3 separate regions of the Mus musculus genome follow, and regions 2 and 3 are each linked to region 1. Evidence: chromatin contacts called from public HiChIP or PLAC-seq and promoter capture Hi-C data. All regions are on one chromosome and are shown on one strand. The core of a region is the stretch at or near the end of the contact, and the rest is flanking DNA. Distances in the headings are between cores, read along the strand shown.

The links. HiChIP or PLAC-seq counts read pairs in DNA pulled down with a chosen protein or histone mark. Capture Hi-C pulls out chosen DNA fragments and counts their contacts.
Region 2: a contact with region 1 is called in an HNF4G HiChIP or PLAC-seq map of pancreatic cancer cells. The contact joins the promoter of Nbl1 here to the promoter of Pla2g2e in region 1. A contact is called at or near these places in 7 of 484 Hi-C or Micro-C datasets (the AtT-20 cell line, the N1E-115 cell line, cerebral cortex and 3 more), 1 of 115 datasets of contacts at active chromatin or transcription factors (pancreatic cancer cells) and 1 of 9 other capture datasets (pancreatic islet).
Region 3: a contact with region 1 is called in a promoter capture Hi-C map of adipose tissue. The contact joins the promoter of Htr6 here to the promoter of Pla2g2e in region 1. A contact is called at or near these places in 7 of 39 promoter capture datasets (the C10 cell line, cranial neural crest, embryonic stem cells and 4 more), 2 of 15 datasets of contacts at CTCF or cohesin (embryonic stem cells and pro-B cells), 39 of 484 Hi-C or Micro-C datasets (the AtT-20 cell line, B cells, the CH12 cell line and 19 more), 6 of 115 datasets of contacts at active chromatin or transcription factors (bone marrow-derived macrophages, embryonic stem cells and pancreatic cancer cells) and 3 of 9 other capture datasets (adipose tissue, embryonic stem cells and pancreatic islet).

The regions. Positions count from the first base shown.
Region 1 is chr4:138,875,810-138,880,767 of GRCm38.p6, reverse strand. It overlaps Pla2g2e (phospholipase A2, group IIE), which reads right to left and starts at 2,826. Exons shown (of 5, transcript NM_012044.2): 1 at 2,696-2,826; 2 at 1,272-1,345; 3 at 279-417; 4 at 1-98. The coding sequence starts at 1,311.
Region 2 is chr4:139,090,802-139,095,759 of GRCm38.p6, reverse strand. Nbl1 (NBL1, DAN family BMP antagonist) reads left to right here and starts at 2,790. Exons shown (of 4, transcript NM_008675.2): 1 at 2,790-2,933.
Region 3 is chr4:139,073,040-139,077,997 of GRCm38.p6, reverse strand. Htr6 (5-hydroxytryptamine (serotonin) receptor 6) reads left to right here and starts at 2,428. Exons shown (of 4, transcript NM_001377096.1): 1 at 2,428-2,565; 2 at 2,669-3,956. The coding sequence starts at 3,237.

The DNA of each region.
Region 1 (4,958 bases), core at 1,577-4,076:
TGTTGTCTCGAGTGATAGAGAAGAGGTACTTTTCCAGCTTGGGGTCACAGCCCAGCTTCTCCAGGCGGCCATAGCAGCAGTCATGGGCATGACAACACCTGTGGGGGCAGAGTTAATCTGGAGGGGCTGTTAGTCAGGCTGGGCTGGGCTGGAGCAGCTCCTGGGACCCCAGGACCCAGGATGGAAGCAGAGTACGAGTCCCTGCTGTCTAGGTGCCCCCAGCTTCTCCTTCCTCCCAGACTGCTCCCCCAGGTCCTCCAGGCAGTCCTCCTGCTCACCAATCCGTCTCGTCCACTGGCCAGTGGGAGCCACCGACACCGCAATAGCAGCCATAGTCATTGTACTGCAGGGCAGGCTTTCCCGTCATTCTCTCAATCATCACTCCAAACTGGACCAGGTTCCCGCCAGCCAGGGGCACTACAGAAACGGCGGCGGCAGAGGCCACAAGGTTCCACATGGCCGGTGAGCATCACATCCAGGGACCCATCCCGAAGTCCCCTTAAGATCTGACTCCAGACATTTCCCCAAGGATTCAGTAAACCTCCCCACTGCAAAGCACCCAGCTATCAATAACAAGGATACAAAGTAACATGCTTTGTGCTTCCATCCCCTAGGTAGCCACCCCCGACCTGTGTGCTTGTGTGTGTGTGTCTGTGTCACGCACACGTGCATATCCATGGAAGCCGTGGTTGGTACCAGTTTCCTTTACTTTCTACCTCACTGTTGAGACAGAATCTCTCGGTGAACCTTGCCTATTTGGCTAGACTGGCTAGCCAGCGAGCTGCCAAGATTCACTCCTCCACGGCCCCCGGGGTTACAGATGTGTGTCTCAATGCCTAGCTTTTACATAGGTCTTGGGGATTCGAACTCAGTCTCCTACCCATCCCACGTTCCCCACTCCGCTTCACTTCCTCATGCTATCCTGGACCCCTACACTGACTCTTTACATGTCTCTCAGGAAAATCTGAATCTCCCTAGCCCTCAGCCCCTGTCTCCCCAGCAGCTCTGTCCCAGAATCTTCTGATTCTGCGGTGGGGAGGCACTCATCCCCACAGGCTGGGGATCCCATGGCTCTCAAACCCTTTCCCACTGCATTCTTCTGGGCCCTTTCCCCTGCCCTTCCTCTCTTCCAGTCAGTGCTGCCTCAGGAGCCTTAGGATGGCCAGGTGGGTGGTGGTGGGAAGGCGGGCGGCCTCTAGCGAGCCCTGCTCAGGTATCCAGAGTATGGGGTGAGGGAGGAGAGGAGGAGAGAGGTCATGAAAGTCACTTACCCAGGAGGCAAAGGCAAGCCAGGGCAATGGGAGGTTTCATCCTGGGGGAGGTAGGCAGGGGGCATGGGAGCCTGCTGCAATGGGAGGAAGTGAGCTGGGGCCTCTGATCTCCAGACACCTCCCAATTAGTTAAATACACAGGGCCTGTCCACCCCCGTCATTAACCCTGGAGTGCCCAGTGATGCAATAATTCCGACACTTTGACTAAGTTCCCAGGGGAGGGGCCAGCCAGTTCCCCGGGGGGCTCTTCCGAGGGTGTGTGAAAACAGGGATGGGAGAGTCGTGTGGCCATCTTTCCTTCTGTTCCACCTTCTCTGGACCCCCACACTCTTAAATTGCTAACTTTGCTCCCGGGGTCTGTGCCCCATTTTTTCCCCTATGCTTCCTATTGTGTTCATTTCCTTGTAACCAACCCATTGGATGAGGCCCAGTGCTGTGGAGAAACTGAAGCTTTCTCGGAGCCAAGTTCCGAGTGTGTCCTGTTTCCAGTGCAGAAGTGTTCCTCCCCAACCGTCCCTCTTCATGACTGGTGACTGAGATAACTTGGCCATCTGCTTCTGTCAACACCCAGGGCTTTCTGAATCCTGTTTCCACCACGGATCACGCACGAGGCCCTGGGCAGTCCCTTTCCCTTGCTTGGGACCTCAGTGTTCCTGTCTGTGTTACAGAGACAGGGGCATCCTGCCTCACCTCCTTCATGAGAACTGGCTCGCACTGAGCATGTGCAGGGCCACAGGGGTGTACACAGGGCCAAAGACCCTCCATAGCCCACGACAGGGGGTGAGGTGGGGACTGACACAGACAGACAGACAGACAGACAGACAGACACCTCAGTAAATAAGGAGCTGGAATGTGGACCCAGGCAGCCCTAAAGGGCTCACCAAGGGCCAACTTAGCCCCTTTGGGCTGAGGGCGGGGGTGGGTAGGTGAGCGCTGTGCTACTCAGACCACGATTTGTTTTTTGTTTTTTGTTTTTTAAATAAAATCAGAGGAATGATGTTAATACAGCCTGGACTATGTCTGACTTTATAATAACACAATTATAAAGCCTAATTCTCTCTTCTCTATTTTTCTTCCAGTCTCGGGAAAAACTCTCATGGGAGGAGGCACCTGGGGCACGTGACTAATGACCCCTTGTCCAGCTTCAAGCCTCAGCTGCTCTGAGGGCCTGGGGTCTGTCTGCATTCTGTGGACTTGGCTGGGTCTCAAGAGAAGGAATCTAGACACCCTGGCCAAAGTGCCCTGTCCCTGGGAAGTTTCTCTGAAGAGTCAGGAGGAGAGCTCTGAGTAGCCCGACTCCCTCGGCTATGTGACTGGGGAAGAAAGGTTTTGAACACAGGAGGGGAGTTGTAAACAAGGCTATACACAGGGCCTCAACCCCACATCCAACCCTGCCCATCCACTTCCTGAAACCACACTCCTACCTCTGCCACCTCCCAGGGGCATCTGGGTACTGCAAGCTCTGTCCCTGTTGCAAAGGTGATGGGGACCAAGTCCACCTGCCTGGTACACCCTGCAGCTCTGAGTCACCGTCTACTGAGAGAGGTCTCTTTTCTTGCCATTTCCTTTTGATTTTTAATGAGAGTTCTTCTGGCAGTCCCTAGCTTCTGGCCTGGGTCACGAGGCCTCAAACCATGAGTCATAGGAACAGCTGACTCCCAACAGCATGGCATCGAAGTTTAGTCCCTGGGAGTAGGGAGCGCAAGAGGAGCCTGGATTCTGAGACAGTTTGCTTTTGAATCCTGACCTGGGCAGGATGGGACACTGAATGTTCCCATAGGGCTGTATCATGTTGGAGAAATCTGGGCTAGCTTCCTGGAGGAGGCTACCCCATTGAAGTGCAATGCTAGTGGAAGCTGGACTTAGAAAGGTTCAGACATTCCAGAAAGGGTGTTGGTGTTAGGGCCTTCACACCTCTTGTGCAATGTGGCAGAAATTACAGCAAAGTCAGGACCTGAATCATCTATAAAAATGGAAATAATTAGACTGACTTTTTAGGGCTGTAAGCCAGACAAAGGAGACATGAGATGGCAAGGCCTTTTGTGGGCAGCCTTGTCCTCAGGGGGAACCAATCAATATTGGGCAGGGGGAGGGGGGAAGCATGCAGGGAGCCTATGCTTCCAGCACACTCATGGGACCACTGTCTCTACTTGATAGTCGGATGGAAGGGTGGGGTTCCAGGGTGGCAGCTGGAGTGGTTGACATGGAGGTCAGGATGGATATGTGTGAGACACTGAGGAGCTCAGACTGCAGTGCCATTTTCTTGCTCTTGGTATTTATTTGTATCTTTGGGGGAGCTGGAGAGGCAGCCTAGTTGGTGCAGTGCTTGCTTGGCAGATCTGATGCCCTGGATCTGATGCCCTGCCCTGCGTGACCTGGGTATGTGGGTGCCCATCTGGAACCTCAGCGCTCAGCAGGCAGAGGCGAGAGTGCCAGAAACTAAAGGTCATCTTTGTGTGTGTAGGAGTAGTTTAAGGCCAGCTTGGGCTACATGTCTAAAATAATAAAGAGTAAGGGGTTTCAGGGGGCTGGGCTCAGTCGGTGAGACGGTTTGCTGCATAAGTGTGAGGGCCTGGGTTCAAATCCCCGACACCCACATAAATAGTCACGTGTGGCTGTACATGTCTGGAACCTCAGTGCTTTAGGGAATGGAGACAGGAGGATGACTGGGGCTTGCTGGCTGCTGGCTGTCTCTGTGTTCATCGAGAGAGACTGTTTCAAGGGAATAAGAGAGTGAGAGAGCAGGATACCTAATGTCTTCCTCTGGCCTCTTCATGCACATTCATGGGTGTGTATACCTGTGAGTACAGGTATGCAACACATGTACACACAAGCACACACATGTGTACATGTACCCACATACACATACATGTGCACACAGCCACATACACATACATGTGTACACACATGCACACACATACACACATGTGCACATACATGTATACACATATATACATACATACTCATACAACACACACATGGATACACACATGTGCACACACATGTACACACTTATACAACACACATATACACACATGCACACACACTTGTACAATACACATATACATGCATATACATGCACACACATGTACACACATACACATACTTATATACGCATACACATGCATACAGACATACTCAGACACACACATAGGCACACTCGTACAACACATACATGCATACACACATACACAGCACACACATGAACACATACCCCCCCTCTTTTAGTTTAGAAGTCAATACAACCATCACCATCAAATCAAAGGCTATGATTTACAAGTTCCCTAGAGAGCTGTGAGCACTGCTGCCAGCCAGCTGTCATCCTTCACTTCCTGTCACAGGCTTCCTATGTTTCCTAGAGTCTTAAGGAGCTCCAGCCTCTCTCTCTCTCTCTCTCTCTCTCTCTCTCTCTCTCTCTCTCTCTCTCTCTCTCTCTCTCTCATTCTCCCCCTGTGTGTGTCTCTCTGTCTCTCTGTGTGTCTCTCTCTGTCTCTGTCTCTCTGCTTCCTGACTGCAGAAGTCATGTGAGTGGCTGCTCCATGCTCCTGCCCCATGACTTCCAGCCACAGTGGACTGTACACCCTTGAACTCTCTGAACAAAGCAGCTGTGTTTGTCACTTTTCCAGTTGCTGTGACAAAATACCAGACAAAAGTAACTGGGGGTGGTAGTGGTGGTGGCACGTATTC
Region 2 (4,958 bases), core at 1,541-4,040, 220 kb before region 1:
TTTCTCCATGAGATTGCAGAGGTTTGGACCCCCAAGGAGGCCAGGCTGACAGGATTAGAGGAAACAGCTGGCTGAAGCCCCATGTCCTGCAGGAGGGAGCTCACATTCCCCAGGGACTCTCGAGGGGGCAGCTCAGTCACATTCCAGGTCAGTCATTTTCCTGAGCCCAGATGTTTGCTAATGAGCTGGGGAGAGGGGCATTCAGCTCTTAGCTCTGGGCCCCACTTTACCTTGGCCCCAAGAGACTGGCCCAGGGCCAGCAGGCTCTGGCCATGAGCCCATGCCCTGTGCCAGCCAGGCCTGCCTGGGCAGCTGGAGCTGTGCTGCCAACCAGGTGTATCTCCTGGAGCTTGGAGACTCTGACTTGACAGGTTCTGCCTTTCCTGCTGGGGCCCCATTATCCTGGATCCCAGGGGTGCATCATCTCAACAGGAGGGGCTCTGAGGCAGCCAAGAGTGTGTGGTGAGCACCATGGGCTGTGCAATCAAATCTAGCCTTTGTCAGCCACTATTAATGTAATCTTGTGTGGGGGTGGTGGCTAATGATACTTCTGTTCTCACTAGTACAATGGGAGCAAGGGGATTATGGGAAAGAGTAGATGAGATACAACAGACTGCTTAGCTGGGTATAAAACAGTAGCTGCTAAAAGATACTGAGTTCTTTCCTAGGCAGGTCCTCTGTCCACACTGAAGCTTCCTGTCATCACTACTATGGGATATAACTCAGCTTCAGATCCTATGTCCTCGATTAGGTGTCTAATTTGCTCTGGTACCTTCCTGTGTTTGAGAGGGTGCTGAACTGTCCTGCCAAGGGTGTTGGCTGGGATTCCAGCCTTCTCCAATGGTTGTATGTGTGATTTGACAAGCATATTACTCCACAGAGCTTCCTACAGGGTGGGAGTAAGTCCTTTCCTATTTGCTTGGCTTCAAAATTACATTTATTTATATATTTAGTTAGTTAGTTAGTTATGTAGTTAGTTAGTGTGAGTGTGTTTGTGCTCACACTTGTGCCATAGCACACATGTGGGGGGGGGTCAAAGGTCAGCTTGCAGGTGTCAGTTCTCTCCGATCTTATGGGTCTTGGGGATTGGACTCACGTTGTTAGGCTCAGTTGTCAGTGACCTTACTCACTTAGCCATCTTATCAGCTCCTGTTTTGTTTGAGTCAGGGTCTCACATTGCTCAGGTCAGCATGTAACTAGTAGAAGCTGGTCTTGAACTCCTGGCCCTTTAGTCTCTACCTTTCAAATGTAGGGATTACATGTCTGCTGGGAATGGGTTGGGCTCTTACAGAATCTACAGAATGTAGACATCCACTCTTATCCTGTCCAAGGTCTGAAGTGAGATGGCTGGCAACCTTTGGCTGTAAAATGGCCTACACATGCCACAATGTAGCAAGGCTGGGTTCTGCCAAACCTTAGCTTCTGCACTTTATAACTTTTTGATGAACTACTCAAGTTGTCTCTGGGCCCTCTGCATTTATTAAATGGGAGATAACACGGAAACAAAATGAAGGGCTCTGCCCTCAGGGAGCCGATGGAGAAGATCATAAAGAGAGATTAGCACGAGCAGATATGTATCCCAGGCTGCAAGATCACTCCTGGAGGAGGAGGAAGTGTACGTCACCTGAGCAGCTTGGGAAAGTTTTCCACCTGGTAGATGAAGGATGCATTGAAAGGGAGACGAAGGGCGGCAGAAAACTCTAGGCTGAAGAACAGCACAGCAGCTAGGATTGAAGAGCAGATCGCCTGGGGCAGCCATGGTGTGGCCACTAAGTCACTAGGAGGCTTTCTTGCCACTCCCCACTCTCCATGCTTGGCACCTTGGAGACATCAGATGAGCAGGGCTGAGTGCATTCAGGCGTGTGTAACTGATACGGATAGGTCTCTAAGTCTGGACATTTTGTTTGATGGTGCAGTGGGCTATCACCTTCAAGGAACAAAGGCGCCCCAATACCGTCTTTCTCTTCTTTGTACGGTGGCCTGGAACTTGCTATTTTAGTTGACTGTGGGCCTTGCGTGGGCACCACTAGACCCAGTATAGAGGATGCTAGGGATGGAGGTCGGGGTTTCCTGCATGCTAGGAAAGCACTGCTATACTAAGCTACAGCTCCAATCCAGAGCACTCTTCTTACACCAATAGACCAGGCTACACCAGTGCAATCCACCTTATTGGATTTAGAGAGCTAGCCTCTCCCTGAGGGGAACCGTGCTGTCCTCTTTTCAAGGAGCCCTAGTGAGTCTGTGTTTTGGCCTCTCAGCCCTTTCTCTGGATGCTCCGGCTAAGTTGTTTGGAGGCAACTGAAGGTCAAGGGGCAAGGACACAGCGGAGATCAGAACTCAACCTCCCGAGGGAAGAACAGGCACAGCGTAGGATGGATCCCGGGTGTTGGAACCCCCAATAGGTTGGAGCGCCACACTCAGCTCGTGTCCAAAGCCAGGCTCCCACTCCAAGAGTTCCAAAGACCCACTATTGTCACTCCAAGGCCTGGCAAGATCTGACTGCCTAGAAAAGCCAGGCGGAGGGGAATCGAAGCCTGGGAAGCGGCCGGACGCTTGGCTCGTGCCCTTTCATCCCTGTCCCGGCCGTCGGGGAGCGGGGCCCATGGCTCGGGCGCCCCTGCTCACGAGTGGAGGGAGCGGCCCTCGCTCGCTCGCTCGCCCGCCCTGCCCGCGCGTCCCTCCCCTCGTCGCCGCTGCCCCCGCCCTCACTCCCTATTTGGAGCTGAGACACCCTGACGTCGGAGGCGCTCGGCCCGCCGCTCCCCCGCGCCTCGCGCCCGCCCGGGGCCGCAGACGGCCAGCAGCGCAGCCCAGCCGAGCCTCGCGGGGCCGCCCCAGCCCGAGGACCCCGGGCCTGCGACCCCCGCGGCTCGCACCCCACTTTCTAGGACCCCCAGGAGGACGCGCCGCGCTCCCCGCGGCCGCCGCGCGCGGTAAGTCTCGCCCGGGCCCGCATGCCGGAGCGGGGCAACCGGAGCCCCTTTGCTCCGGCGACCCGCAGTGTCCCCCGAGTCCGGCAGTCCCTCTCCGCTCCCCTCCAGCTCGCGACCCTCGTGTTACGCAGCCCGGCGGCCAGCCAGGCGCCTCCGATCGCCCGCGCTGGGGACGTGGGCGCGGCTCCCCGGTGGCCAGGGGGCACCGGCGGCGTCCGGAGCCGGTCGCCAGCCGCGCCCCGGGGCTCCGTTTCTTGTAGGAGTTTCACCGCCAGGACTGAGAGTAGGAGGGAGAGCGTCGCCCGGCAGGCGCCGGGCAGCGCTGGTACACTGGACTCACGCGTCCTCTGGATCTATCCTGGTCCCTTCTTAGCTGCTGCTCATTTGGTCCCTGTCTCCCATCCACAGGTTTCTGGCTCTCCATCGCTCCATTTCCTCTCCCCCGTGCTTTTTTTATTCTGTCCCTCTCGCCTCGATTTTCACTTTCTCTGGGCTTGTGTCTCTACTTTCGTGTTGTCTCTCTGTTTTCTCTCGGTCGCGCAGAGCCTCCCGACCTCCACTCTCCAAATCAAAGCATCCTGCCGGAGCTTCTGAGGCGCGGTCCCCCAGCTGGGTTCGTGGAGAGTGCCTCTGGCACTACAAAAGACCCCAATTCCTCTTCTTCCCTGCTCGAAAGTCTGGCCGGTGTCACCCACCCCCACTTGCAGGGGCAGAGAGGGAGAGAGAACAAGCGTGAGCGCCCGCCTGCCTGAGCTAGCTGGCGTTTCCAGCGGGGAGAGCCTTGTAAGCATTCCACCCCAGTGAGGCAGTGTTCACCGCAGGGCTCTGTTGCCGGCCACCTGCCCTCCAGCCGGCTCTGGCTCCCGGGCCAGGCGATGATCTTTTACAAGCGTCACTAAAGGGGGCAGCTGCTTGCCTTGGCCTGGCTGGGGGTGGGGGTGGGAAGTTGGGAGGCATCAAGGGAGAAAGCCACATTTCCAGGCTTTCCAAGGCCTTGCCCAGCTGGAAGCCACCAGCCTGCAACTCGGAACACCCCAGGAAAACAGCCTATTGGCACAGGCTGAGGGTGGGGAAATAAGTTGTCAACAGGCAGCCCCCCACTCTTTGTCACTGAGCAGCCAGCCTCCTGAGACTCCCACGGATGCTGGAACTATTTGGGCGGGTTTGCCTTGACTTAGAGCCAAAGAAGAGACAAGGCCGGGGCGTTTCCTTGGTGACCCCCCACCCCTCTCCACCCTTCCCTGAAAAGCCAGACCTCTCTCCTGGGCCTGTGTGCTGGAGGGGTAGACAGGGGAGTGGATGCTGTATCTTAGCCAGAGGTACAGCCTCCTTAAAGTGAAATTTCAGCTCCTTCCTCCTACTGGCAACCCCAGGGGTCGGAGGCTGCGGGGTGGGCAGGGTTGTTGGTGAAGTCTGAGGGGAACTTCTGTTGAGCAGATGTGTAGCTCTGCCCTGCAGCCGGTAGTTAGCATACATTTGTTTTGGAGACTTTTTCTGGTCTATGGGCATCAAGGGTCTGTGGGGCCTGACTGTTTGCATAGGGATACCCAGAGCTGGGCGGTGGAGCTGCCTGGCCCTAGGAGGTAGGCCTGGATGGCATGAGACAGACCCTGGCTATCAACCCACCGCACAGTTTGTTCAGGCGTCGCCCTGGAGCTGAAGGAAGGAAAGCCACCCTGTGGTGCTCCTGGGGTCATGGAATCCTTGTGGCCTCAAGCAGCACACTGGAGCCAGACTCTCCCCAAGGGACTCTACTAAGCCAGATGTTCCCAGGCTATGCCGACGTCTATTTCACAGGTGGTAAGTAAGTGTGAGGCTTACAGAGGTGAAGTACAGGTCACTGACACGGTCGATATGAACAGCCCTGCCCCTACGACACTCATTCCAGGATACCGCTCTCCCTCCGCACCCAGGAATCCAGAGCCGAGCCCGACCAGTGTGAGCTGGACCTCGGGCCTTTACACTGCTTTGCCCACTCCCCAGCAGCGGTTTTTCAGTTGATCCATTCAAGGAAGTCCCTGTACC
Region 3 (4,958 bases), core at 1,179-3,678, 200 kb before region 1:
CAACACACACACACACACACACACATGCACACACTGCACCACACACACAGAGGCACACACTGCACCACACACACACACACACACACACACAGAGGCACACACTGCACCACACACACAGAGGCACACAGAGGCACACACTGCACCACACACACACACACAGGCACATATTGTATCATAAACACAGACACACAGGCATACACTGCACCACACACACACATAATACATACACACACAACACACACACAGGCACACATACACACACAGAGGCACACACTGCACCACACACACACATACAGAGGCACACACTGCACCATACACACACAGACACACAGGCATACACTGCACCATACACACACAATACACACACACACACACACACACAGAGGCACACACTTCACTATACACATACACCATACACACACACACACACACACACACACACACACACACACACACACAGGCACACACACAATTCCAAAACAAAAGAAACCCTTTGCTACAGGATTGCAGAGATGGCTCAGTGGTTAGGAACACTGGCTGCTTTTCCAGAGAAGCTGTGTTCAATTCCCAGCACCCACATGGCAGCTCACAACCATTTGTAGCTCCAGTCCCAGGGGATCCGATGCTCTCTTCTGGCCTCCACAGGCACCAGACATACATGTAGGCAAACAATCGTAGGCAGGAGAAAAAATAAAAGAAGAAGAAGAAGAAGGAGACGGAGAAGAAGAAGAAGAAGAAGAAGAAGAAGAAGAAGAAGAAGAAGAAGAAGAAGAAGAAGAAGAAGAAGAAGAAGAAGAAGAAGAAGAAGAGGACGAGGAGGAGGAAGAGGAGGAGGAGGAGGAGGAGGAGGAGAAACCTTTGCCAGCATTATAGATCAAGTAACAGATTATGACGATAAGCCCTGATTCCCATGCTGCAAACATATCTCCTGCTGCTGTGTTAGGCACACCAGGGCTATGAGAGGCACCTCAGGATGAAACGCCAGTGAGAGACACAGAAGCCAACAGCTAGCACCGACATAGGACTGTCAAGCTGTTGGAGCACACAGTGTCATCTAATCTCCCCTGACACCCCGTGAGTCAGACACGGAATTCTGCTAACTGTGGCTGGAGAGAAAAGAAGGCCAAGGGATCAGCCGCCACCGGCCCTGAATGCGCAGAACCTACTGAGCATCAGAGCTGGGATCGCAAGTGGGTCTCTGACGCTCCATCCAGGGGTGACCTTCTGTTTCCTCAGGCCTCACAGTGTGGAGTGAAAGACAGGGTCCGTCTTTTGGGTGCTGCGGCTGACTTCACCCACCTTTGGGTGTGAGTGGATACCGTTGATCTGCGGATTTGGACACCGGGCATCTTAAGCACCTTCTGCCTTGAGCACCTGGCGGAACTCGGTTCCACCAGATCCTTGGTTGCCTGGTGCTGGAGACCTCGGTAGAGGCTCTTGACCTCTCTGAGCCTCAGCGTAACACCTTCTTCCTGGTATTTATATTTCTGGCATGTATATTCTGGCTTTATAGTTGGGGGTAGGAATCTGGGTAGAGATATTCCAGGACAAACCAAGGCCATGAACGCAGTGGGCTCTTCTAAGTGGGAGGTATTTCCATTTCAAAAAAGATACGTGTCAGGTTCTCTTCACACTGCTGTACATTTTCTCTCCTCCTCCTCCTTTCCCTCCTCCCCTCCCTCTTCTTCCTCCCCCCTTTCCTATAGAAATGACCACTTTACGTTTCCTTTGCCCATTTCTTGTCCATTTCCTTCCACTAGAATGGAAGTTCACAGATGGGAAGCGTCATCTAATGTCGTGGTGTCCAGATAGATGGTCCAGAGCAGTACCTGGTACCTACAAGGTGTGAAGAAAACTTGGTCATCACTAGGAGGCGCTAGGCCCTACCCCTGTTTGCAGTGACTACCCTTCCAATGGCTTGGAGATTCCCAAATCCCTCACACTGAGACTTGGAGCGCCAACAGGTCAGGGAGGGGGACCTTCACCAAAATCACTCAGTGTTGTTAGAGAACTGGCAGGGTTGATCCAAAGGTGAAGTGTGGTAGAAATTATTTACCCATTGTATAGATCCAGCAGCTGAGGCTCAGAGGGATCTCAAAGGACTTGCTCGGTATTTCCCAGCTGACTTCTCTTGAAAGCTCGGTGATTCTTACAGTGAGTGGCTCGACCCCCATTGGGGAGCAGTCTCCGGGTACATACAGGTCACGTCCCCCTTCCTTGACTTCTGCCTGCGCCATCACCACATGTGGGCAGGGGAGCCACAGGCGAAGGTGTGGGGGCTGCGGGCGCCCGGGAGCGCTTGGAGCATCCTTCTCCAGGCCTAGGGTACCACAACCCCGCTCGCCAGCTAAGAGGGGCTCGACTCTGCCCGCCCACCGCGGGGCGGGGCGGGGCGCACGCTCGGAGCCTCCGGGACCGCGCGTGGCTGAAGCGTCGCGGGCTCCTGCGCACCATCTCCCCGGCTCGGGAGCCCTATGCCCGCCGCGCCACCAGCCGCTGCCTGTAGTCTCCAGCCCCGCGGCGCTTGCCGCAGTCGCCGGCAGCGGATCACCCGCGAGCGCCCAGGTAGGGAGCGCGGGCGGGAGGCGGCCAGGCGAGCCGGCGCGGCCGGGAGGGCGGAGCGCCGCGCCGCGCTGCGCTCCTCTGCCAGCCCTCTCTCCCCCACCAGGTCTGGCCCGGCCCGGTCCGCGGCCTCCGGTACCCGGGATCCTTCAGTGCCTAGGGGAGAAAGGAGACCTGCTTTCCGCCGCCGAGCTGCGCTCCTGTTCTTGGGCCACCCCATTGCGACCCCCACGCGCGACAGCTCGTGATCAAGCGTACTCACACGCCCACCCTCCTCAGAGAGACTGCCCCGACCGGAAGGCGGGAGTTCGCCTCCTGCTCCCACCTCCCCAGCCGTGCCTCTGGCCAGGAGCCCCACCCCCATCCTTAGGCATCCCCGGTGGCTCTATTCCATTCCAGGGCTCTCATCCAGCCCCAGCCCAACTTTCATGGACTCGGCGCATCGGTACCCCTCCCCAAACTTCTTACCCGAGTACTCCAGGTGGCCCCGCCATAGGAGGCGCCCCTACAATCTCTCCCCGACCTCTTGTAATGGTTGCTCGGTGACCTAAGAACCCTGTTTTGCCACCTACTCCTCTGAGGTGCAGTTTTTACCCATCTTGCTTTCTCTTCCTTTGGCTTCACCCTGTATCCGCATTCACCATATCCTGTCCTGGTCCTCAACCCTAGTCCCCATGGTTCCAGAGCCCGGCCCTGTCAACAGTAGCACCCCAGCCTGGGGCCCCGGGCCACCGCCAGCCCCAGGGGGCAGCGGCTGGGTGGCCGCTGCGCTGTGCGTGGTCATCGTGCTGACGGCAGCCGCCAATTCGCTGCTGATCGCGCTCATCTGCACGCAGCCCGCGCTGCGCAACACGTCTAACTTCTTCCTGGTGTCGCTCTTCACGTCGGACCTGATGGTGGGATTGGTGGTGATGCCCCCAGCCATGCTGAACGCGCTGTATGGGCGCTGGGTGCTAGCTCGCGGCCTCTGTCTGCTTTGGACCGCCTTCGACGTGATGTGCTGCAGCGCCTCCATTCTCAACCTCTGCCTCATCAGCCTGGACCGCTACCTGCTCATCCTCTCGCCGCTGCGCTACAAGCTGCGCATGACAGCCCCGCGTGCCCTGGCGCTCATCCTGGGTGCCTGGAGCCTCGCCGCGCTGGCCTCCTTCCTGCCCCTCTTGCTGGGCTGGCATGAACTGGGCAAAGCTCGAACATCTGCCCCGGGCCAGTGCCGCCTATTGGCCAGCCTGCCTTATGTCCTCGTGGCGTCCGGCGTCACCTTTTTCCTGCCTTCGGGTGCCATCTGCTTCACCTACTGCAGGATCTTGCTGGCTGCCCGCAAGCAGGCGGTGCAAGTGGCCTCGCTCACCACGGGCACGGCTACGGCTGGCCAGGCCTTGGAAACCTTGCAGGTACCCGGGGTGGGTTTGGGAGACCTGGCTTTCGGGATGGGGAGAAATAAACCGCCCTTGGGAAACCACTGGGTGACTGCCTCATAGTTAACAGTCGTTGCTAATCCCCCAAGGCCGGTGGCTATGGCTTTCGGATGAATTTCAAGCTCTGACTGTGGTGGGATATGCGGGCTGTGGTGAGCTGGGTATGGAGGAGGAAGCTGGCATGCTTCTCTGTGACGGGCCCCATCCTGTATCACATCTGGGGAACTTAGAAAGCACCCTCTTCCCCTCGTATTCACACACCTTTTTCTGGGCCTGTTGGTCCTGTCTTCGAAATAAGCATGCCTTTGCTGTCCATCCCTAGTCTAAGCCACTGTCACCTCTCACCAGGGAGCTCACTTTCCCAGAGCCAAAGTGACTGAAAAGAAGTTGGCCATTTGCTTTCTTGCTACAAACCCCACCTAGCTCTCCACAAGGCAAAATCCCACCTCAATTATGGCCCTTGAGGATCCTTCCAGGCCAAACTCTTACCCTCCCTTTCCCTCTCTCCTCTTCTTCTCTGCCTACACCAGCCTCAGGGCCCCGAGGACAGTCTTCAAAGTTGTCATGTTTCACTCTGTGCCAAGATTTCGGGCCTTACTTTGAAAGAAGGCCTCATGTAGCTTCAGTGGACTCCAAGCTCCCTATGTAGCTGAAGGTGATCTTGAACTTGTGATCTCCCTGAATCTGTCTCCCAAGTTGTTGGTACTATACATGTGCCCTGCCATGCCTGGCTTAAGGTCTTTGTGTTTGCTGTTCCCTCTGCCTCAACGCCTCTGTCTGGAGCTGCTCTTGCTGACCCTGACTTCTGGGTCTGAAGGCCCACGGCCTCCCTGATGCTGTTGCCATCGCAACCCCTGTTTATGTGTTGATTTAGCCACACTGCCTCCATGGCTTGGGGACTGTGTGAGGCTAGGCCAGTTTTGACTCCCAGTACATATAGCTCAATAGTTACCTGTGCAGGCCCCTTATCTCAAAGCA